Linked DNA regions of Mus musculus: all the other regions are linked to region 1. Evidence: chromatin contacts called from public ChIA-PET and HiChIP or PLAC-seq data. All regions are on one chromosome and are shown on one strand. The core of a region is the stretch at or near the end of the contact, and the rest is flanking DNA. Distances in the headings are between cores, read along the strand shown. Region 1 holds the start of Hmga1 (high mobility group AT-hook 1). Region 2 overlaps Anks1 (ankyrin repeat and SAM domain containing 1). Region 3 holds the start of Ip6k3 (inositol hexaphosphate kinase 3). Region 4 holds the start of Itpr3 (inositol 1,4,5-triphosphate receptor 3). Region 5 overlaps Itpr3 (inositol 1,4,5-triphosphate receptor 3). Region 6 holds the start of Lemd2 (LEM domain containing 2). Region 7 overlaps Itpr3 (inositol 1,4,5-triphosphate receptor 3).

Evidence for each region. ChIA-PET counts read pairs in DNA pulled down with a chosen protein or histone mark. HiChIP or PLAC-seq counts read pairs in DNA pulled down with a chosen protein or histone mark.
Region 2: an RNA polymerase II ChIA-PET map of memory CD8 T cells shows a contact between it and region 1, with 10 read pairs. The contact joins the enhancer-like site here to the promoter of Hmga1 in region 1. A contact is called at or near these places in 3 of 39 promoter capture datasets (HPC-7-derived erythroid cells, cranial neural crest and liver), 1 of 484 Hi-C or Micro-C datasets (CD8 T cells), 3 of 115 datasets of contacts at active chromatin or transcription factors (bone marrow-derived macrophages, embryonic stem cells and memory CD8 T cells) and 1 of 9 other capture datasets (adipose tissue).
Region 3: a contact with region 1 is called in an H3K4me3 HiChIP or PLAC-seq map of embryonic limb bud, with 4 times the contacts expected there. The contact joins the promoter of Ip6k3 here to the promoter of Hmga1 in region 1. A contact is called at or near these places in 6 of 39 promoter capture datasets (3T3-L1-derived adipocytes, the HPC-7 cell line, cranial neural crest and 3 more), 1 of 15 datasets of contacts at CTCF or cohesin (the NIH/3T3 cell line) and 15 of 115 datasets of contacts at active chromatin or transcription factors (DN3 thymocytes, the NIH/3T3 cell line, the SCID.adh cell line and 11 more).
Region 4: an H3K27ac HiChIP or PLAC-seq map of embryonic stem cells shows a contact between it and region 1, with 3 times the contacts expected there. The contact joins the promoter of Itpr3 here to the promoter of Hmga1 in region 1. A contact is called at or near these places in 6 of 39 promoter capture datasets (the 3T3-L1 cell line, embryonic stem cells, neural stem cells and 2 more), 2 of 484 Hi-C or Micro-C datasets (B cells and embryonic stem cells), 24 of 115 datasets of contacts at active chromatin or transcription factors (the 230-238 cell line, the NIH/3T3 cell line, T-cell acute lymphoblastic leukemia and 16 more) and 2 of 9 other capture datasets (adipose tissue and embryonic stem cells).
Region 5: an RNA polymerase II ChIA-PET map of memory CD8 T cells shows a contact between it and region 1, with 6 read pairs. The contact joins the enhancer-like site here to the promoter of Hmga1 in region 1. A contact is called at or near these places in 7 of 39 promoter capture datasets (the HPC-7 cell line, the SN4741 cell line, cranial neural crest and 3 more), 11 of 115 datasets of contacts at active chromatin or transcription factors (bone marrow-derived macrophages, embryonic basal ganglia, embryonic forebrain and 7 more) and 2 of 9 other capture datasets (liver and pancreatic islet).
Region 6: an RNA polymerase II ChIA-PET map of memory CD8 T cells shows a contact between it and region 1, with 64 read pairs. The contact joins the promoter of Lemd2 here to the promoter of Hmga1 in region 1. A contact is called at or near these places in 12 of 39 promoter capture datasets (the 3T3-L1 cell line, 3T3-L1-derived adipocytes, the HPC-7 cell line and 8 more), 1 of 15 datasets of contacts at CTCF or cohesin (the NIH/3T3 cell line), 4 of 484 Hi-C or Micro-C datasets (B cells, CD4 T cells, muscle stem cells and 1 more), 20 of 115 datasets of contacts at active chromatin or transcription factors (the SCID.adh cell line, bone marrow-derived macrophages, cardiomyocytes and 14 more) and 4 of 9 other capture datasets (adipose tissue, liver, macrophages and 1 more).
Region 7: a contact with region 1 is called in an H3K4me3 HiChIP or PLAC-seq map of bone marrow-derived macrophages, with 6 times the contacts expected there. The contact joins the enhancer-like site here to the promoter of Hmga1 in region 1. A contact is called at or near these places in 6 of 39 promoter capture datasets (the 3T3-L1 cell line, embryonic stem cells, hippocampal neurons and 2 more), 1 of 15 datasets of contacts at CTCF or cohesin (the NIH/3T3 cell line), 10 of 115 datasets of contacts at active chromatin or transcription factors (bone marrow-derived macrophages, embryonic forebrain, embryonic hindbrain and 6 more) and 1 of 9 other capture datasets (adipose tissue).

What each region holds. Positions count from the first base shown.
Region 1 is chr17:27,555,059-27,557,907 of GRCm38.p6, forward strand. It overlaps Hmga1 (high mobility group AT-hook 1), which reads left to right and starts at 1,516. Exons shown (of 5, transcript NM_001025427.3): 1 at 1,516-1,653.
Region 2 is chr17:28,012,096-28,015,056 of GRCm38.p6, forward strand. All of the region lies in intron 12 of Anks1 (ankyrin repeat and SAM domain containing 1), which reads left to right. Among named protein-coding and RNA genes, the nearest start is that of Gm35290, 6.3 kb to the left of the region's middle. Within about 2 kb of position 1,361, at least 181 of the 459 cell types and tissues checked have an H3K27ac peak or open chromatin away from gene starts, as enhancers often do. A contact at or near this core is called in CD8 T cells, adipose tissue, bone marrow-derived macrophages and 2 more, where this site is marked.
Region 3 is chr17:27,166,503-27,169,202 of GRCm38.p6, forward strand. It overlaps Ip6k3 (inositol hexaphosphate kinase 3), which reads right to left and starts at 1,262. Exons shown (of 6, transcript NM_173027.2): 1 at 1,138-1,262.
Region 4 is chr17:27,055,811-27,058,789 of GRCm38.p6, forward strand. It overlaps Itpr3 (inositol 1,4,5-triphosphate receptor 3), which reads left to right and starts at 1,494. Exons shown (of 58, transcript NM_080553.3): 1 at 1,494-1,864. The coding sequence starts at 1,776.
Region 5 is chr17:27,118,133-27,120,979 of GRCm38.p6, forward strand. Itpr3 (inositol 1,4,5-triphosphate receptor 3) reads left to right here. Exons shown (of 58, transcript NM_080553.3): 53 at 225-329; 54 at 413-540; 55 at 1,083-1,248; 56 at 1,736-1,896; 57 at 2,799-2,847. Among named protein-coding and RNA genes, the nearest start is that of Uqcc2, 14 kb to the right of the region's middle. Within about 2 kb of position 1,254, at least 59 of the 459 cell types and tissues checked have an H3K27ac peak or open chromatin away from gene starts, as enhancers often do. A contact at or near this core is called in the HPC-7 cell line, bone marrow-derived macrophages, memory CD8 T cells and 1 more, where this site is marked.
Region 6 is chr17:27,202,917-27,205,932 of GRCm38.p6, forward strand. It overlaps Lemd2 (LEM domain containing 2), which reads right to left and starts at 1,522. Exons shown (of 9, transcript NM_146075.2): 1 at 743-1,522. The coding sequence starts at 1,502. It overlaps Gm34736 (a long non-coding RNA gene), which reads left to right and starts at 1,953. Exons shown (of 4, transcript XR_385492.4): 1 at 1,953-2,251.
Region 7 is chr17:27,073,102-27,076,116 of GRCm38.p6, forward strand. It overlaps Itpr3 (inositol 1,4,5-triphosphate receptor 3), which reads left to right. Exons shown (of 58, transcript NM_080553.3): 2 at 1-67. Among named protein-coding and RNA genes, the nearest start is that of Mir7677, 17 kb to the right of the region's middle. Within about 2 kb of position 1,345, at least 76 of the 459 cell types and tissues checked have an H3K27ac peak or open chromatin away from gene starts, as enhancers often do. A contact at or near this core is called in bone marrow-derived macrophages and memory CD8 T cells, where this site is marked.

The DNA.
Region 1 (2,849 bases), core at 266-2,765:
GGAGGATGTGGGCTGGCGTTGGTGGGAGTTGGCAGCTTGCTCAGCCACACCTCGCTACGAAGGTCCCCAGAGCTCGCAGCAACTTCGAGCCCCTCCAGCCAACTCGGCTCGCGGGGCACAAAGATGGAGGGCGCGGCGCGCTTCCACCCCGCCCCGCCCCCACGGCGGTTGCACACAAAGGGGCAGCCGCTCCTCCCCCAGACTGCCCCGGCGCCCTAGGCTCCCCTCCACCCGTTGGGAACGCCCCTCCATGACTTCCTCCTTCTCCAGGGGCACCCCTGGAACTGAGGGTCACCTGGACCTTGGTCCGGGACCCGCGGCCTGCCGTGGCCTCCCGCGCCTGACCGCTGCGCCCCACCCCCACCGAGCACGTGCTGCCCTGCGCCCAGGGCGCCATCCTACGGCCCGGGGGTGGGGGGTGGGGGGTAGCCGGGCCCGCCGCGCTCCCCACCCCCCACCGGAAACATTCCTGAGGCATTCCTGAAACTGGGAGGCCCGCCTCCCCAAGGCTCCCACCCCGCCTCCAGCCGGGCGCACGCTGGGCCCCCGCGTACCCTTCCACCGCCCGCGCGCCCCCCGAGGAGAGGGCTGACCGCGGAGGAAGGGGAACAGAGTTATGAGTCACAGTCGTGTGTCACTGGGCCCGAATTACGATTCCCTGCATCACGAGAGGTGTGGAAAGGCCGACTCGGGGAACCGAGGTGGGGAGGTGCGTCCAAGGGCCCGCGCCCGGCCTGCAGGGCGCGCCCCACCGCCCGCCATCTTCCCACTTAGGCTTCCTCCGGCCCAGCAACAAGTCTTTTGTTGACCCAGGCGCCCAGAGGCGGGAAACTCGAACCCCTGCCCTCAAGGGGCTTCCAGGCGCCCCTTGTCTTAAGTCGTAAGTCACGGGGGCGGGGAATCACACCAGAGGGACCTCGTGCTTCCTCAACACCAAGCAGCTGGCCACCCGTGGCTCCTCCCCGCGATGTCCCGGCGAGGCGGCCAATCGCTCGGCTCCTTTGAAGCCTGCACCTGGGTGGCGGCCGTTACTAGATTTAAACCGTTGGCGTTGGCCAAGTTTCACGTTTGGGTTTCACAAGACTTTGTTTTTTACGCGCCTGGAGGCCTCCGGAGACGCACACGCCGTCACCTGCTTGGTGGCAGAGGGGAATTAAGGAGAGGCCCTCGACATGGGCTGGGGGGGGGGGGCGGCGTCCGGGCCGCGAGAAGCTCCTTAGGGTACGCGTGGACGTCCGAGGGCACAGGCGTCAGCGCGCGCCTCCCCGCGAGGCCGGAGTCCACGGGGGGGCTCCTGTAGGTGTGTCCCCGGGTCCCCACTTAAACAGCAGGGCCGCCGTCACCGGTTCCTCCAACGCCAGGCTGCTCGGGAACTGTGAGAAACGAGGGCCGTCGGCGCGCGTGCCCGCGGAAACCGCGCGCACAGTGGCGAGCTACCCGCGCGCGGCGGCGGCAGCTGGCGGGCGGCCGCCCTTTTAAATCCCCGGGCTCATTTGCATGGCCCCGCCCCCCGGTGACACGGCTGGCGCGGGCGGGCCCGTCCCCCCTGCCCCTGGGTCGCTCTTTTTAAGCTCCCCTGAGCCGGGGCTGCGCTCCTCTAATTGGGACTCCGAGTCGGGGCTATTTCTGGTGTTGGCGCGGCTCCAAGAAGGCGTGAGTTCGCCGCCGCTCGGGTGGCTTCTTTTTTTCCTGTAGGTCTAGAATCTAATCACATTATTATTTATTGAGGCCGCGCACGGGCCGTGCCCAGCTTCCTGCCCCTCGCCATCCTCCAGGGGAGCGGGATCCGTCAGTGTTCCCTCGCCCCAGCTCGGATGTGACACACATCCCCGGCGGGGGCCCGGGCGGCGCGCACGCAGCGGTCTCAGCGCCTCTGCCCTCTCCCGGTTTCAGATCCGCATTTGCGACCGGCGGCGGTGGCGGCAGAGCCCAGGCCGGTGCCCTGAGCCCAGCCACGCCGCACCCGGCAGCCCCGAGCGCGCCCCGCCGGCGGCCTGCGGAGCTCGCGGTGAGTGTCCGCGGCGCGCCCGGGGGGCCTGCGGCGCGCGCTGCCCGCTTTATTCCCAGGCCCCGGGCTTGCGCGGGCCGCGGGAAAGGGGAGGCCGCACTGTGCTCGCAGGCGGCGGGGCCGGGGTGGGTGTCCGCGGGGCGCCGCGTCCTCCGGTCCCCAGGTTGAGGGTGCCCGGGTTGCGACCGTGGGGTGCGGAGACCCCGGGGAACGGCGCGCGGAGGGGGAGGGGGCGCGCGACTGCGACGAGCGCCGCTTGTGCACCCAGCGGCGCCCGTGCACCTCGCGCTCGGCGAGCCCGGCCTCAGGGAGGGGCGCGCGCTGCGCAGCGGCGGGAGGTGGGCGCGCGCCCCCCTCAGCCAGGGAAGTTCTAGAAGTGCGGGGGAGGGGCCCGGCGACCCGAGATTCCTCTCTGGCCTCTCCTCCGCCTTTCCCAGAGTAGTACTGTGCGTGGACGAGGCCGGATCGCGAGGGCCTGGGTTTCGGGGTTTCACCCCCCACCCCCACACACACCTTTGGCCCTGCCCCGCGCCTCTTCAACCTCCAGGGCCAGGCCTGCCCTCCGCCCCCACAAACTGGTTCCTCTGCTTTGCTGGGTTCTGTTAGAACTAGTCCCTTCGACTCCCCGTTTCTGCCCCCCCCCCCGCTTTGGTTTTCATGGAGAGAGGAAGGGGTTTTTTTCTTCCTGCGACTCGCACCAGGTTTCCTGCCCCCAAGGCGGGCTTGGGTGCCCCCTCTGGCAGGAAGTGGGGCCGGGCGCACCCGCGTGGCGGTGCATGTGGTCGGGGTGCGCCGTTTCCCGCGCCTAAAGGGCTCTGCGCCCCTCCCCCTCGTCCTAGCT
Region 2 (2,961 bases), core at 111-2,610, 460 kb after region 1:
GTGTGTCATTTGGTAGCCCATGCTGGCCTTGAACTCATAATAGTCCTCTTGCCCCAGGCTGTGACATCGCCACTGTACCCAGGATTAGTGTCATTATCGAGTCTTCTTCAGTCAAGTGTGAGATCTTCCTCAAGCAGGGACCTCATTTGTGTCACCCCTAAGCAAATGTGATGCTTTGTGCTGGAGCAGAGAAGATGTTCTAGCAAACTCCCCTTTGCTGGCAATACTTGGGTGTTCTGTGTGCTGGGGTAGGGGTGGGGAGCAGAAAAGCTTTTCCCACCTCCAGCCACAGGAAAGGCTCCAGGGCTCTGTCCTGCCAAAGCAGCAGTTTCAGTGATGGGCTCCATACCTCAGTCTCCTTAGATAGCCCCCAGCCTGTCTCCTGCACACAGTCATGCATGCAGCAGCAAAAGCGATGGATGCCAGAACTAAATGCTTTGTACACCACAGTGTCTGTAAACCAAGCCTCCCATGCCAAGCAAGACCCAAGGATACTAAAGCCTCTTGCACAAGATGGTGGAGCCGCTGACAACCTCTTCAGGCACTCCTGCATGCTTCACGGTGTCTCTGGAGTACTAGGTGCCTAATGAAGCCATTTGACTCTGTGGTGTAGACAGTGAGAACAGGCGGTACATGTAGACCATGGGTGTCAGCTGTTTTGTTAGTTTATTTTCCTGTTTTTCAACACAGGCTCTCACTGTGTAGCCTTGGCTGTCCTGGAATTGACTCTGTAGACCAGGCTGGCCTCAAACTCAGATCCGCCTGCTTGCTTCCCGGGTGCTTGGTGGTGTGTTTGCTTTCCCTAACTTTTCACTGTGTTTCACAATTGCTTGAAACTCAGATGTGGAGGCTGACTGTAAGAACAAAAATAACTGCCTGGTCAGGTTGTGGTTCGAGGTACAGAAGTCTGTGAGGTCAGCTAGTTCCCCCACGTGCCTACTTTTGAATGGGATTGGAGATTATGGAAGAGAAAACCACAGAAGGCTGCCTGTCTACTTAGCAAAAACACGCAAGCCAGGAAACACTTGGCTGAAGGCTTAAGTGATAAATTTGTGTTTTGTAATCAGCTTTCATAAATATTAAAGAAGTGGGAGATGGTGGAAAGCAGTGATGTGCTCTGTATGCGTGCTCAGCTCCACACTTGCTCAGCAATGTCCACGTGGAGAGTGCCGTGCTCTCAGTCTCAAATGGTGGCTGAGGGACCCTCGGCTGAGCCCCTTCCTGAGAGGGGAAGAGGCGGCAGGCAGAGCACCCTGTCAGGCCAAGCCCTGAGCTTCCCCTTCCCCGCACTGCTCCTTAGAGCCAGCATGACGTCATCAAGAAGAGAGGTGATTGGTGCAGCTCCACAGAGGCATTGGCTTCCCTCGCCACCTAGAGGTGGGTGCAGACAAGGAGGTCTGCCCTTTACCCGGAACCCTCAGCTTGCCACGATCTGCAGTGTGCATTGTCCCTTGGTATGTACACTGGCGTGCTTGATCCTGGGCACTCCCACTCTAAACAAGAATGTGGCTCTCCCACCTCTGGGGACAGCTCGGAGCTTGGAATGTCTATTTAAGTTGCTTCCTGGCTCACACTGGAGTAGAAGCCTTACCCTCTGAGTTTCCATTGGTTTTAGGTTTGAAGCATTGTCCTGGCAGCTCTGCCTTCCGGGCTTTGTGTCAGATCCAGGGGCTCTCAGTATCTGCCATTTACCTGCAACTTGTAAGTCCTGGCTCCTCAGTCTGTGGTCAGACCAGTCAGCCTCCTGCTGCCTTCCTGGGCTATCATGGCAGCATGCCGGGGAAGCAGAGAGCTGGACCCCGCACCGTTGGGCTTCCTTGAGCTGCAGGCGTCTCCTCCTGCCCCCAGCCCGGCTTCCCTGCTGTCCTCACAGCAAGCAAGGGGCCAGTGAGCCCAGTGGGTACAGCACACACAACGGGGCAGATTCTGTGGTGCTGTATTTGCCAGCTGTGTGTGTGTGCGTGTGTATGCATGAGAGAGAGAGGGAGGGAGGGAGGGAGGGAGGGAGAGAGAGGGGGGAGAGAGAGAGAGAATGACACTACTACATGAACAAACATGAGCACTAAGGCATGCACCTCACTATGTAGTTGTCCTAGAAATCAACACATAGACCAAGGTGGCATCAAACTCACCAAGATCCACTGCCCTGCCTCCCAAATCCTGGGGTTAAAGATCTGCACCACCATGTTTTGGTTTATTTTGGTTTTTGAGATGTATGTGTATGGATGTTTTCTGCATGTATGTGTGTACTGAATGCATGCCTCATGCCCATGGCGTCCTAAAGAGGTCATCAGATCCCCTGAATTAGAGTTACAGATTGTCAACCAACACTTAGGAACTGGGGATTGAACCCAGGTCTCCTGGTCTTCTGAACGAGCAGTGCAGTCAGTGTTCTTGACCTCTGAGCCATTGCTCCAGCTCCCCAACATTTAAAAAAAAAAGAAAAAAAAAAAAGCTTTGGTGATGCATGACAGGTAGTGAAAGTTAATGTGTAGCTGATAAAAATGTGCTCTTTATCCCAGAGCTGAGAGTCATGGAAACATATTCTCTGAATTGGGGGAGGGGGTACCTGAAGGTTTCCCTATGCAGCACAGACTGGCCTCAGATGCAGCAGCAGAGTTAGAGGGGTGCACCACCACGGCCAGCTTTCGCTTTCTAGGACATTCTTACACAGCCTGGCTCGAGTTTCATAGTCATGGCACTGACAGACTGTGGGCAAAAAGGGTTTGTATGCTTCTAAGCATTTGTATCTGAGACACAGTAGGAGTCTCTCTTCTTTTCTGTGTGTTTATTTTTTTTCTCTGTGCAGTTATTCATCAGGCTGCTTTGTTGAGTGCCTGCTGTGTCTCAGGCACTGCTGTAGGTGCCGTAGGGAAAATAGCATCGTTCAGAAAGACCAAGTCTCTCGCTCACGACATGCGCACTCCAGAAAGCAGAGAAGGAAAGGGTGAATGAGCAGGT
Region 3 (2,700 bases), core at 12-2,511, 390 kb before region 1:
AAATGACTTCGGATTCCTGATGTCTCATGGGTAGTTTCTGAAGGAAGTGTGGCAAGACACAGAAAGAATGCATGGAGTCCGGTATGGGCTACACGAGCATGCCTGGCAGCATCCTCTCCATTTTCCCATAAGGTCTTTCAAGAGGAAAAATTAAACCGCAGAGCTAAGCTAGGCATGGCGGTGCACACACATAGCCCTGGAGCTTGGAAGCAGAGGCGCGAACATGTAGGATTCAAGGCTAGACTTGGCTATAATGGCAAATTCAAGGCCAGCCTGGATTACATGAGACCTTATTTCAAAGGAGTGGGGCTGCGTCCCCCTCCCATACCTCCATGTATAATCCTGAGATCATAGAAATGGCTCAGATTCAGGTCTCGGGGGCCACTGAAGACCCTGCAGGCGTGGGGTCTCCAAGATTCTGCCTCTGTCTAGGGCAGCAGAGGTCATTAGCCTTGGTTCATGTCTCCTATGAATGTCTCTCAGTGACTTCCCTCGGCCACCTAACCTTCTCCAGGGTGTCCCTGCACCCAGGCCCTAAGATACCACCCACAGGTACTGATGTCACCCGACCCCGTGGTCTCATCAGGAGGAAGGGTGGGGCTGATGGGACAGGACATGCTGATCCCTGGCTCCAAAGTGTGGAGGGAGGACTCTCCTCGGATGCCTGCCTCTGGGAAGGTTTAACCCAGTCTGAAGGAACGTGGCTGCCTCCAGCCCTTCACCCATAATCCATAGCCACTGCTGTAGACCTGGCTTGCCCACTTGTGGGTCAGGGGGAGCACATTAGTGCAGGCTGAAAGAGGGAGAGGGGGTCATGCTAAGGGGACAGGAAGAAATGGGACATGGACATATGCCCATATCTCTAAATTGCTGCCTGTCCCAGCCCCTGCACACCCCAGCCTGCACAAGCATGCACACACACACACACACACACACACACACGCACGCACAGGTAAATTCCAAGTCACAGGCACCTCCAACAGGCCTATATCCCCTATGACTCCCAACCAGTCTGTAGGGAAGCTACCCCACCATGGGAGCTGGCCTATGGCCTTGACACCCTCTGTCCCTCACCCTGGAACCATCCAGGGCTCAGTAAGATGGTTCTTCCCCATCCTACATCAAGGTTGCACTCACCAGAGCCTCTTTCTGGGGGGTATCAGGGAGTGTGCAGTAGGGGCTCTTGTCTCTCAGTGCCCTCCTCTGTCTGCAAGCACAGGAAAAGGTCTGGCCCAGCTCAGTTCTCCCGCTGGGGCCCGGGTGGAGTTTCCCGTCCAGATCTAGGCTGTCAGTGGCCTGGGTAAGGGAAACCACCTGACCCTCTAGGCCTGAATGCCCAGCTGTCAGCTGGTATCCACAGCTCTGGAGTGGGGCCAGGGGTCTGGGAGGGAGGGGAAAGAGGAGAGAGGAAAGACGAGGAAGGTGGGCAGGGACTAGGAAGAAGGGGAAAATTTGGGGGAGTAGGAGAAGGTAGGAAAGAGAATTCAGCTCAGCTATCTTGAAGTGTGACTGGTTCTGAAGTCTAGGTACTAATTGCTACAGAGTCCCCAATTATTTATTTAAAAAATCATTTTATATGTGTGTGTGTGTGTATAGATACACACATATAGATAGATAGATAGATAAATACATACATACATACATACATACATATCTGTGTGCATGCATGTGTAAGGGCACACACATGCCATGCCATTCCTGTGGAGGTTAGAGTATAACTTGTAGGCATGGGTTCTCTTCCCCATGTGGGTTTCAGGAATTGAAGTCCAGGGTCAGGCCTGACGACGTGTGCCCTTACCTGATGAAATCCTCTCATCACTTGTCCTTTATGTAATGCTAGGGTAGGACCCAAGGTCTCACACAGAGAGAGTCTGCAGTCTGTAGTGGCTATTCCTGGTCGTCAACTTGACCATATCTAGAATGAACTACAATCCAGAAATGGAGGGCTCACCTATGATCCAGATCTTGAAGCTGGAAGACACAGGCTTCTGACCTGGATCTTAGCATGGAGATCGTGAGGCATAGTGGCTATGAAAAGTTTAGGCCTAGGCAAGGTAATACATTCCTTTAATCCCAGGAGATTAAGGCAAAGAGTTCTCTGAGTTCAAGGTCAGCCTGGGACAAATCAAATCCCAGATCTGGGCCACGCCTTCTGCGGGAAGTCTAATAAGGACATGGGAAGAAGGAAGACTCTCTTTTTCACCTGCACTTACTTGCCAGCACATCTGTCGGAACCTACATCTACAGAAGACCATCGGAAACAACTAGCCTCATGGGACTGAGCAACCACTAGATTCTTGGACTTCCCACCCACAGCTGCCCATTGTTGGGGAGTTAGACTACAGACTGTAGGTCATCATAACAAATTCCCTCAATATAGAAGTCATTCCATAAGTTCTGGGACTCTAGAGAATCCTGGCTAATACACAGCCCTACTAAGCACTTGCAGACCTACTGATCCCACCTCAACCTTCTCTGTTTTCTTTTCTATCCCTGCTCAGAAGGAAGGACAAGGCTGGGCTAGGCCATGTCCTCTCTTTCACCTGGCACCCCCACCCACTCCCAGCTACCTCAGGTGGCTCGCCACGAGTTGTGGATGCTCAGAAGATCTCAGGTCCAGAGTAAGGCCATCCATCCCTCTGTCAATCCAAAAGTGCTTCCCGGTAAGCACTGTTGGAGGCCCGGGGGTACCAGACTCTC
Region 4 (2,979 bases), core at 244-2,743, 500 kb before region 1:
TTGAACTCCGGACCTTTGGAAGAGCAGTCGGGTGCTCTTACCCACTGAGCCATCTCACCAGCCCCTGTTTTGATTTTTTAAATTAATTAATTAATTTTTATTTTATGTGCATTGATGTTTTACCTGCATGTATATCTGTGTGAGACCATCAGACCTCCTGGAACTGGAGTTACAGACAGTTGTGAGTTGCCATGTGGGTGGTGGGAATTGAACTTGGATCCTCTGGAAGTGTAGGCAATGCTCTTAACCACTCAGCCATCTCTCCAGCCCATTCTTACATTTATTTGAGGCAGACTCTCACGTGCCCTAGGTAAACCTCGAACTTACTATGCGACCTTTAACTCCCAGTCCTCCTGCCTCTACTTCCCCATTAAAGGCTTGGCTAACCACTACCACCAGTTCTAAGGGTCTTGGTAAAAATCCCCTGCACTCAAGAACTCTCGGTGCAGGTCAGCAGCTGTCTCACGGCTGGCGGCTGTCTCCACCCCTCCTGGGTCTCTTCCTGCTTCTGTCTCCAGTCCCCTCCTCCTTTTCTCCCAGGGACAAACGCCCCCATCCCCGCCCCTCAGGAAATAAGGGGGGCTGGGTGGGAGGGAGCAAACGTGACCAAAGGGGGTGGTGGTGGCGCATTCTTATCTCAGGAGTTCAAACCAAAGCTCTAGGAGGAAGCAAACGCCCAGCCTCCGTGGCGCAGAACAGAAAGTAGTCAACTTGGCGATGAGTTTGAGGGCTGAACTTTGTGAGCAAGGGCCCGCTACGAGAACTTGTTTCAGTGGGCGCTGGGGTGCACTATTAACTAGAGGAGGTAATGCTCTCCCCCTCCCAGTATTATTTATTTATTTTAAAGCAAAGACAGAAGGAGCCAAGAGAAACTGGAGCCAATTCCTCCTGGAGAGGGAGCGGCTGAACTGATTCGGAAGTTGGATCTCTTTGTACACAGGAATGTGGGGAGAAAGAGAGTGAGAGAGAGAAACCCCAACAAGGACAATTAAAAAACAAAAAACAAAAAAAAACCCAAACCCACCCCATTGCTTCATTTCCCCTCCAAGTCAAAGCACTTTCTATTGTGCAATGAAAAGACTTTTCATGTTGAGAGAAATGAATCCTGATTTGCAACGCTAAGGGCTTGAGCGCGCATCCAGGCGCAAGACGGTTCTCAGCTGGGCGCGGTTGCCGCAGGGTGACCGTGGCCAAGTTCCCGGTGTGCTCAGCCACGCGTGGGCCGCAGGCTAGGCGAGCTGGGGATCTCCGAGGGTGGAGAGCCCCGAAGTGCAGCGCGGTGCTGGTGGACAAGCCGTCTAGAGAACGCCCTAGAGCCTGGGGGTCGTCCGGTGGCAAGCTGGGCGCTTTAGGGGGTGCAGGCGTGCACGCGCGCGGTGTAGAAGAGGCCGAGCCTGGGGCGCGGGTGCACGTGGGAGCCGCGGCGGGGGCGGGGTGGGGTGTGGCCTCCCCGCCTCCCAGGCGGGATTTGCATGTGTGTGGCGGCCCCAGACTTCCTGCTCCTTCCAGGCTGCAGGTACGCGCGGGCCCGGCCGGGCTGGAGGGCTGCGAGCGCGCAGAGACGCAGGCACCTCCTCACCCGGACCCGGGTCGCGCCGCGCCTCCTCGCTCTCTGGTGGCAGTCAGCCTACTCCTGCCGTCCCGATCGTCCGGGTCGCCGGGCTGCGAGGTGGCACTGCGCCCCTCTCCGCCCAGCGCGCCTCAGTCCTCTGCACCGAGCCTGGCAGCTCGCTTCAGGGCGACCTCGTCGCCTCGAGCCCCGGAGGGCCGAAGCCATGAATGAAATGTCCAGCTTTCTTCACATCGGGGACATTGTGTCCCTGTACGCCGAGGGCTCTGTCAATGGCTTCATCAGCACTTTGGGGTGAGTGAGCCTAGGGCAAAGAGAGGGGCATCGGGACCACGGTACCAGCTGCTTGTTTGCCAATGTTCAGTCCCCTGAGCCCTTGATAGAGGCTTGCTTGGACAGCCCAGTCTCCAGAAGCGAAGGGACGCTGGCACCCCTCTCTTAGAGAAAGGAAGTGCGTTGTTTGCTCAGGTAGTAGTCGGGTGCCCTGGGGAGTTCTAGAAGGCGTCAGCGCCCACGAAGCCCGCCACTTCTGGCACACTCTTTTTCTTAACTCATGGCTGAGGGGTTCGGACTTCCTCTGCAAGTGGTCCTCGGGTTATGCAGGTGGCTGGGGCCTGAGTTGGAGAGGGCCTGGGTGTTCTTGTTTGGGATTCGGGGTGGGGTGCTAGGGTTGGCTCAGCCTGAAGCCTGGCACTCACCTCTATAGCCCCATCTTGAATCGGTTTATTTAATTATTTAATTAATCATTTAATTTATTTATTTGGAGAGGTAGCATCTTTTCACTCTCCTTGTGCCCCATCTCCTCTTCAGAGTGTTTTCTTTACCCTCCCTGTCCAGGCAGTCCAGGTCTTGGCCAGCTGGCCCCCCTCTCACCGCCACCCCCTCCTTGTCAATTTCCTGTGTAGCTACTCTGGCGCCCCTGGGTCCCTGGTCCCAGGTTCTCTAGAGCACTTTACAAACATTAATTAATTCTGGCTGTCACCCCCCGGGGTCTGGGCTGGATAAGCAGGGAATTGATTCCATCCCATGCTGGTGCCAGGCCGGTAGCTGGGAGAGGTTAGAATCCCAGTATCTTTTTGGATAGACCCTGAGCACCTCGTTGCTGCAGGGATGGAGGAAGCGCACAAGCCCGGATCTGGTCTTTCTGTCCCATTTTCGGGCAGGTGGGGTGGTAGTGGCTAATGTTCTGGTATCTCACGTTGTCAGCACCATCCAGCTGCTGGCAGGGTGACTCCTCTCTGGGGGCTTTGGAAGTGTGTCAGGAATTCTTTCAAAGTTAGCCCTGCAGGTGGGAGGCTCCTGGCTCCCTTGCTCTCTCCTCTTGGTGGTTGAAATTCAATGTGCTGTAGGGAGGAGAAACCTCCAGGGCCTCTCTGCCTGAGGAGGCTGAGATGGGAGTTCCAGCATCC
Region 5 (2,847 bases), core at 4-2,503, 440 kb before region 1:
GAGCCTTGACAGCCTCTGGCTTGATTTGCATCTGTCATTCGTGCAGAGCTTGGTGTCTGCAGGGGCTGCCTGGGTGTTGGGTCCAGAGTCAGAGACCCTACTATCTGTGTGACAGTCTCTGTGTGAGCCAGCAGGGCCAGGAGCGGCTTCCTGGGACAGACTAGAGAAACACTATGGTCAGACAGACATTGGGATCCTTGTGACCTTGTTGCTGTCTTCTCTAGCCAGCCCCCTGGGGATGCCACACGGAGCTGCCACATTTATGGGCACATGTAGTGGGGACAAGATGGACTGTGTCTCTGAGGTCTCAGTGCCTGAGATCCTAGAAGGTGAGACCGGCGTCTACAGGATAGGATGGGGTGGGTGGGGTGGAATGGGCAGCCCCGGGTCCGAACATACTGACCACCCGCAGAGGACGAGGAGCCCGATAGCACGGAGCGGGCCTGTGACACTCTACTTATGTGTATCGTGACCGTCATGAACCACGGACTGAGGAACGGTGGTGGCGTGGGCGACATCCTCCGCAAGCCCTCCAAAGATGTGAGCACCTTCCCACCCGTCCCGTGGATGCTCCCACACCCAGCCAGTTTCTGTGACACTGTCCAGAGCTATCAGCTTCCCACCCCAGCACACTGTAGAGGCTACAAGGGTCACCACGGCAACCAGTCTTGGCTCTGAGGCTTGGGGAGGTGTGGGCCATCAGCAGTCAGTGGCTTCCTCAGCCTAGAGAGGGAGGACAAGGTGGAGCCTCAGTTTGGCTTGGGCGGCCAAGCTGTGTCCATCACTGATCTCTGGCTTAGACCAAGGTTCTGGAATGTGAGAGGCGCGGCATCCGGGCTGCTGATCCGGGAGCTCGCAGCTGCCCCCCATCCCCCTTAACCAAGTTAGAGGCAGAAACAAGCCCTGTTTTGTAGCAGGACTTGCCACACGCAACAAACTTGTAAGGGCTTCCTCCTGGTCAGCCGTTTCTAAATGTTAGCTGGTGGCATCTTTCTGGTTGGCAGCTGGGGGTCACTGTTGTCTGTTGTCTCTCTCGGGGGCTTGCGGTGATTCTGTCCTCACGGTGTCCCCGTGCTCTGCAGGAGTCGCTCTTCCCAGCCAGAGTGGTGTATGACCTTCTGTTCTTCTTTATCGTCATCATCATCGTGTTGAACCTCATCTTTGGGGTGATCATCGACACCTTTGCCGATCTGCGCAGCGAGAAGCAGAAGAAAGAGGAAATCCTTAAGACCACGTGCTTCATCTGTGGTGAGGCTCACTTCCTAGCTCGGCTGTTGGCTTCCCACTGCATGGCTGGAGGCATCTGAGCCATGGCACCCAGTCCCACCCTTGCTGACCTGGCCTGAGGTGGATCACTGGGGCCCAAGAAGCCACTGCTTTGAGCCCTCGGCCTTCCAGGAGAGGAACTTGATGCCACTGTGGTCTCAGGCTTCTGGTTTTAGTCCATTGCTCCTTCTGAATCCAGTCATGTCCTCACCAGTGGCCAGGGCCCAGAGAGCAGGGCTCACCTGGCAGGCCATGCTGTTGACCCAGCTGTCACTGTCACTGCTGGGCTCAGGTAATCCTGATGTTCCCAGAGTCCCTAGCGCTTTCTCTGCAGGAGGGCTGCAGCCACGTGCGGTGGTGTCCCCACCACTAAGCATTGGAGCTTGAACAGTGACCCGCATCACCCAGGAGAGCTGTTAGGAGCAGTCCCCATGGTGGTCCTCAGTGGTGGCCCTCCTTCTGCCCCCAGGTCTGGAGAGGGACAAGTTTGACAACAAGACAGTGTCCTTCGAGGAGCACATCAAACTGGAGCATAACATGTGGAACTACCTGTACTTCATTGTACTGGTCCGAGTCAAGAACAAGACAGACTACACCGGCCCCGAGAGCTATGTGGCTCAGATGATCAAGGTGAGGGTGTCCGTGCGCCCGGGCTCATTGACACCTGGGAGGAGGCACAACAGCTGCTGGCCTTGGCCTGAGGGGTGGCAGCTGCAGTGGCTTGTGGGGTCAGCCAAGGAGTGAGGAGCAGCTGGGGCCAGCCCTCACTGTGCAAAGCCCTGCTGGCCACCACCACCCGTGGGTGGACCCACACTCCTGCTATATGGAGAAAGCAAACATGCAATGAATCTGTCAGCCCCAGAGAAGCGTGGTGAACCAGCTTCCCCCCTCACCCCTGCACAGCAGCAGTTGGGGGGTTGGGCAGTGGAGTGGGGAGACCCCACTGAGGGATGTAGATTCCCCACAGGACCTCTTTTAGAAAGCACAGCATGGGAGAACAGCTTCCTAAAGTCAACATTGTCCCAGTCAGAGAGAAAGCCTGGAGCAGCTTAAAAATACCAGGCTTAGAGGAATTAAAACATAATCCTCCTAATTTCTAGTCACTGTGGCAGTGCCGAGTTTGGTCTAGAGAGGTTTAACTGTTGGTCTGAGAATTCACAGTTGTGACAGGGAACCAGCAAACTGCTTGGCTCGAGCCCTTCTCCCCTGCTTCTCTATCTCGGGAAGCATGGCTTCCCTTCTTTCAGAGGCTCCCCCTCCCAGACTGCCATCTGTGTGACTCTCCTGTTCCCTGAGCACGGGACATGCTCGTCTGCAGCAGCGGAAAGGAAGGGAGCAAGTCTGGGTCTTGGCCTTCCTGCTCCGTGGCTGTGGCGGGGAGTGAGCAGATGGCCCACAGGAGGATGGAGCCATCTCACGGAAGGCAGCCCACCTGGGAGGACCCAAGCCAGTTCAGATTTTCCCATGTTACGCCCCCTGCTGGCCGTCTGGTAAAGGGCATGGCCCTCTCTCACCGCGGCACTCTGTTCCAGAACAAGAACCTGGACTGGTTCCCGCGGATGCGTGCCATGTCCCTGGTGA
Region 6 (3,016 bases), core at 272-2,771, 350 kb before region 1:
GACCCTGCTTCAAAGTCGTTTTCAAAAGCCAGCTAGCGAGAGTGTAGCTCAGTGGAAACATGCTTGTCTAACGTATGTGAGACGGACCCTAACTATAACCCCTTATACCAGAGGGGGAGATTTTCATGAAAATAAAGAAAATAAAGCCGCGTTTCTTCTTTTGAGTAATAGGCAAAAAAAAAAAAAAAAAAAAAAAAAAAGACATCAGTCCTCAGCTATTCGGGAGGCTCGCTCTCTTGCACCCCTCAAGGGGTGCGGAGTCACGTAACTGAGTGTGGGCAAAGACGTCTAGGAAGTCGCCTGACTCACAGGCTCTCTCCCAACACAGCCTGCGGGGGGGGGGGGGGGAGGCTGTGCCTCACATGCACCCCTGTGGTACCAGCTTCGGCTTAGAACAACTCTCCCACACCTGAGCCACAGGCAGGGTCAGACTCCTTTTGACAAATGAAGGCCCGGTGGTGCCAGTTTTGCTGCTACAAAGCTGAGACCACGGCAGGCATTCCCCGAAGGCAGGGAAGACAAGAGGGGCAGGGGTGGGCTGACTGTCAAGAGTGTGCGTGTGGCTTTCCCTTGGAAGGACCTGGCTGTGGCTGAAAGGGAGACTCTAGAAAGACGGGGAAACAGAAAAGAGCAGAAAGTGGAGGCAGAAAGTGAGGGTCTGCAGTCGGTCGCGGCTCACAAGCCGGTCTGGGTGGGCGAACCCCGTGCCCCGGGCCCTCCCCTGCGCCGGCCCGGGACGTACTGTTGTCCTCCGCCTCCTGCGGCGCCGAGGGCTTGCCCATCTTCACCCACAGGATGGCCAAGAAGCCGAGCAGCAGCCCCAGGCTGGCCCAGAGCAGGAGCCGAGACAGGCAGCGCTCCAGCCACCGGCCCACCTCGGGTCGGGTCCGCCCGGCGCCCGCCGAGCCGGTGCGCGAGCCCTTCAGGCCGGGGCGAGCGTCGGCGCCGAGGAGCGCCGAGTGCGGCCGCGCAGAGGCCGACGGCGGGGCCCACCAGTGGCGGCCCCGGCCCGGGGCGTGCCTGTCCGGCGTTCGTGTATCCTCGTCATCCTCCGAGCTGCCCCGGACCGAGGCGCGGCGTCGCAGCGGCCCGGGCCCGGCGTGGGGCGGGTAGGAGAGGCCGCGGCTCGCGGCCCAGGGAGAGGCGGAGGCCCCGAAGTTGCCGTACGGCCCCGAGGCGTCGGAGGCCGCGCTAGGCGCCGGCGGGGAAGGCGACAGCGGCCAGGGCTCCGAGCGCAGGACGCTGGCGGCGGGCCGCGCGCGCAGCGGCGCTTCCTCGCGTAGCCGGGCCTCCTCCCGCTGCCGCTCGGGGCCCCGCGGCCCGGCGTCCTCCCGCGGCCCGGCGTCCTCCCGCAGCCGCTCGTCGTCGCGCAGCCGGGCCTCGCCCCGCAGGCGGCGCAGCTTGTTGCGGTAGACGTTCCGCGTGGTGTCGGTGATGGGGCCTGGCTGGAAGCCCAGGGCCTGCAGCTCTCGCCGCAACTCCAGGTCCGACAGGCCGGCCATGGCCAGGACACCGCCCCCTCGCCCGCCCCCGGCGCGCACCGCACCCGGAACTGCTCCCGCCGGCAGCCGCGGCGGAGCGGGCGGGGCCGCGCGCCATGATGGGAAGGGCGACCACGGACGCCATATTGGGAAGGGCGGCGCATGGAGGCTATGTCCGCCATGATGAAAGGCGTCTGTGTCGGCCTGGCGCCGCCATGTTGGTGAGGTCAAAGGGTTGGTTTGGTTACTGTTTTGTTTTGTTTTACTTGTGTGTGCAGGTGCTTTCATCTCTTCCCCCCGCCCTCTAGCTTATCTTTATCTGTCAGACCTAGCAGTGTTTATCCTAACGCAGCGTTAGCACGTGGTAAACGTTCAATGGAATGTTGATTTACTTAATGGATGAGCTCAATGGTGTAAGAAAACCACCGCCATTAATAGAGATCCGGCCCACTTGCCAGTCTCCGGATGGGCGTCGAGGCTGTGTGTCGGATTTGGGTGGTGGAGTAACCGCCCGGCATGCTCTCCAAGACCTTATCTTGACTGCTGCTTCAGGCCAGCTTCAGGCATGCACTTGGTCGACACTGAAACTTCAGGAGTGTGCACCCTTGGGACTGGAGAGATAGAAGACTCTGGGCGTAACAACACTTACAGAGGAGCTAGGGTTTGGACATCAGTGGCTGGTCACGTCATGGACAATTCCAATTCCAGAAGATCTGGTATCTTTCTCTTCCGGTCTCTGCTGGCATGGTATGAACCTGGTGCACATACAAGTGGGTAAAACACTCGCACATAAAATAAATATATTTTTTTAAGGTGCAACTCTGAGACAGATTGATCCTCTGTGGCCACGGGTGACCCAAAATGTCCTCATAGGTGGATCCCTATACTCTGAACTCTTAGGGGCAAATACCTATGCCCTAGGTTCCCGTAAATGTTGGAATTCTCTTGGGTGATGGGATCGGGAGACCCGTGTCTTACGGTTTAGGGGATGATCTGCAGAGTCTTGCAGTTTGATCTCCAATCTGCAACCATTTAGTGTGTGGTAATTTCCAATTAACATTTCTAGCCAGCTTCCCATAACTCCCTAGAGGGCTGCTATAAGGATTAGAAGAGACCTTCAGGACAGGGCCTGGAGCGCACTCCTCCCTTAGACAAATCTGTGCAGTGTTGGAGTTGGGAGCCTTGAGGGGGTGGGGGCAGTGATGTGGTTACCCTTACCCGTCCCCCCACCATCTAACAAACACAGTTCATGGCCTCACCCTCTCCCCTTGCTGTTCCTTCCACATCCTTCACCCATCACCTCCCTTTTCCTGGCAATATTGCAGCTCCAGCTTCCCAGCCCTCGAGATCTCCCTGCAGCTCTACCTGCCACCCTCCCTGCCTTCCCTGAGACCCTGGGCCGTGCTCCTCTGTCAGAGTTTCATCGCTCTGTCGCTTGTTAAACCCCAGGAGTATTCAGTGCCGGCCACACAGCTGGGAAAATTACAGCCTCAGCTCCGCTGGGCTTCTGTCGTTTGCCTCCCCTTCTCCCTGAC
Region 7 (3,015 bases), core at 95-2,594, 480 kb before region 1:
GTGGATGACCGTTGTGTGGTGGAACCTGCAGCTGGGGACCTGGACAACCCCCCCAAGAAGTTCCGAGGTAAGACCTCCACTCCAGCTGTGAGCATCCCTCCCGGGCCACAGGGTCCTAGTACCAGGTCTGTTGACACCAGTCTGCCTGAGACCATCCTCTGTGATCCGTGTCGACCCCAACTGCATTGACTCAGTGTGGTACATTTCTGCTTTTCCATCCAAGACCACACCCCCTTTCCTGGCACACCCACTTCTGGCCAGGGGCCCAATCTTTCCCGAATTCCCTGCCACTCACCCTTACAAGTCTACAGGGTTTTCTTTGTCTGTCTGTCTGTCTGTCTGTCTGTCTCTCTCTCTCTCTCTCTCTCTCTCTCAAAGGGAATAAAGAAGCTGGGAAAGACAATTGCTTAGGCCTCAGAGGCTCAAAGGAGAACTCTTTCCTGTGCCTCAGTTTCCCCATGTGTGAGGTGAAGGGACTGGACTTTTAGCCCTGGCTGTCCTGGAGCTCACTTTGTAGACCAGGCTGGCCTCGAACTCAGAAATCCGCCTGCCTCTGCCTCCCGAGTGCTGGGATTAAAGGTGTTCGCCAACTCTGAATATCCACCTGCCTCTGGCGGTGTGTGTGTGTGTGTGTGTGTGTGTGTGTGTGTGTGTGTGTGTGTGTCTCCTCCTGGGTAAAACCCCAGGGCCCAAGCATGGCTTCATTCTGTGGCCTGGTCAAGTGTTGTCCCTCAAGGGGCCTCCTATCCTCCATGGTAGAAGGCAACACAGCCCTGGCAGTGGCAGGGTTGGACACAGGGATCACCTGGTTGTTCTTGGGCCAAGCAGTGGATTACCTAAAGGGCTGAGGCTGCCATGCGCCAGACAGCTGGTGCCTGGGCGTGGTGCGAGCAGGCAGGAACACGCCAGTGTGACGCCACCGGGTCTGCAGAGCAGTTGCTCTTCTGGCCAGGGGTGGACTCCATCCTTTGGCTGCTTGCTCCTGGAGACCCTGGCCTGCAGAGGGCCCCGAGGCAGTTCTTCCCCCACGCATGTGTCTATCACTGCACTGCTGTGTCAGGGCTTTGTCTAAGTCGATGTCCTGGGTTGAAGTGTGCCTCAGCAGCTGTGTGGGAGTGAGCCTTGAGCCCTCCCCCCTACCCCCACCAGCCTTCCTCTGCCCCGACTACAGTCATACCTGGTTCTACATTGTCCACTCTCCCTCCGGCTACACCAGCCTCCTCCACTTAGTGACGAGCCAGCCCTCACCCCCTCACTTGCTGTCTGTCCCCTCTGCCCTGCTTGCCCCCACCTCTCACTATGCTCAGCTTCCTCCTGGCTCAAGGTCCCTGGCTCTGGTGTGGCTTTCTCTGACTTCTGTTCCTCTTCTGTTTAGTTTTCTGCATCAGTTGAGCCCAGCATGCTCTGTGTTCTGTGTAACTCACTTCTCCTTCTCTCTCAAAGCCCATTTCTCTCAGGCTTTTAGCTGGGTGAGTTCAGATTTAACTGCGAAGCCGAGATGGTTCTGAACTTCTGATGCATCCCGGTGCTGACATTTTTTTACCGTGTATGGGCGTCACTGCAGGTCACAGGGCACGTGTGGAGGTCTGGGGATGACTTTCAGGGAATCTTTCTCTTCTGGTCTGGGGATTGAACTCCAGCCAGGCTTGTAAGTTAAGCTCTGTCGCCCGCTGAGCTACCCAGCCTCTGGTGTTCTGGTTTGTCATTTGTGTCCCTTACTAGAACATTGGCTCTGCAGGGACAGGATTTTAGTCTGGCTTTTTGTGTTTCTGGTTTTATTGGCAATTTCAGTCTCCTAGCTCTTTGGGCAAGTGGGGAAAGGAAGGGAGGGAGGGAGGAAGAAGAAAAGAGAGAGGAATGTGGGAGAGAGCAGAAAAAAATGAAGGTCCCCTGGGGCCCCTGGCTGCTGCCAGCACAGGGAAGGACTGTGCACAGAGGTGTGTACCGTCATCGGCCTATGGAGTGACAGGAAGGTGACAGAGAAGTGGGTGCGGTAGGGGAAGATACGCCCTTGGCTTCCAGCAGACAATCTGGGGCCAGCTTTTGACAACAAGAAGGCCACTTAGAAGAACAAACACCCCCTTGCCTGGTTTCTTTCCCACACCTCCATCTCTGTCACTTCCCAGGGCTTGGGAACAGGGACTCCTGAGATCCTCCTGGCGTCCCTGGCTTGGCCTGTACAGCCGAGCATGGCAGGGACCCAGGCTCCACTTGGTCCTGCTGAGCCCGAAGGATTCTGGTCTTGGACAGGGTCTGTTCTCCGCAGCTCCCAGAGGGCAGGTGCAAGTCTCGGCATTAGAACTCAGGACCAGACTCAGGGCTCCAACCTGAGACTGAAACACCTCACTTGCCTGAGGCCTGCCATTTGTGGTTTTAGCACCGCTGTGGGATGTGTGTGTGTGTGTGGGGGGGTGTCGAGGCAGACATTTAGAAGTTGTCAGGTGGTTATCAGACTGTTCAGGGAGCCCCGGGTGTTCTGCCCTCCCGTCTTGGGGTGAGACCTGTCACCGCAGAGGACTCTTGTTGCCCACAGCTCATTGTTCACTGTGCCCTTTGAGCTCCCACCCAGGTCCCTGCTGACTTCTAGGTTCTTCAGTGGGACCGGTAAAGCCCCGTCTGCTTTGGCTCCTCGTGTGTTCTTTCAGCTCCAGCCACCGCTTGCATCACCCCAAGCCTCAGCTTGTCCAGGGAATTCTTTCCAGTCTTGGCAAGGGATGCCCAGGCTGCTGGTGCTAGAGGTGCCGTCTACCAGCTCAGCCCCCTGGTGCCCACTCTGTGCTACGGGTGTTGATCCACGTGGTACCTCCCTTCCTTAGCCCATTCCCCTTTTCCTCCCGTGAGGGAGGGGGCACCGGTGGGGGAGGGCTCGGCAGCCTTGCATTAGGGGACGTTCAGGAAGCTCAGAGCGCACTCCTTCAGGCACAGACACCTGGACTCAGTGGGTTGAGGTCATCTTATGGCTCAGACCAGTGAGAGGAGGAGCATGAGGTTGCCTTCCTCTGCTTCCATAGAGGG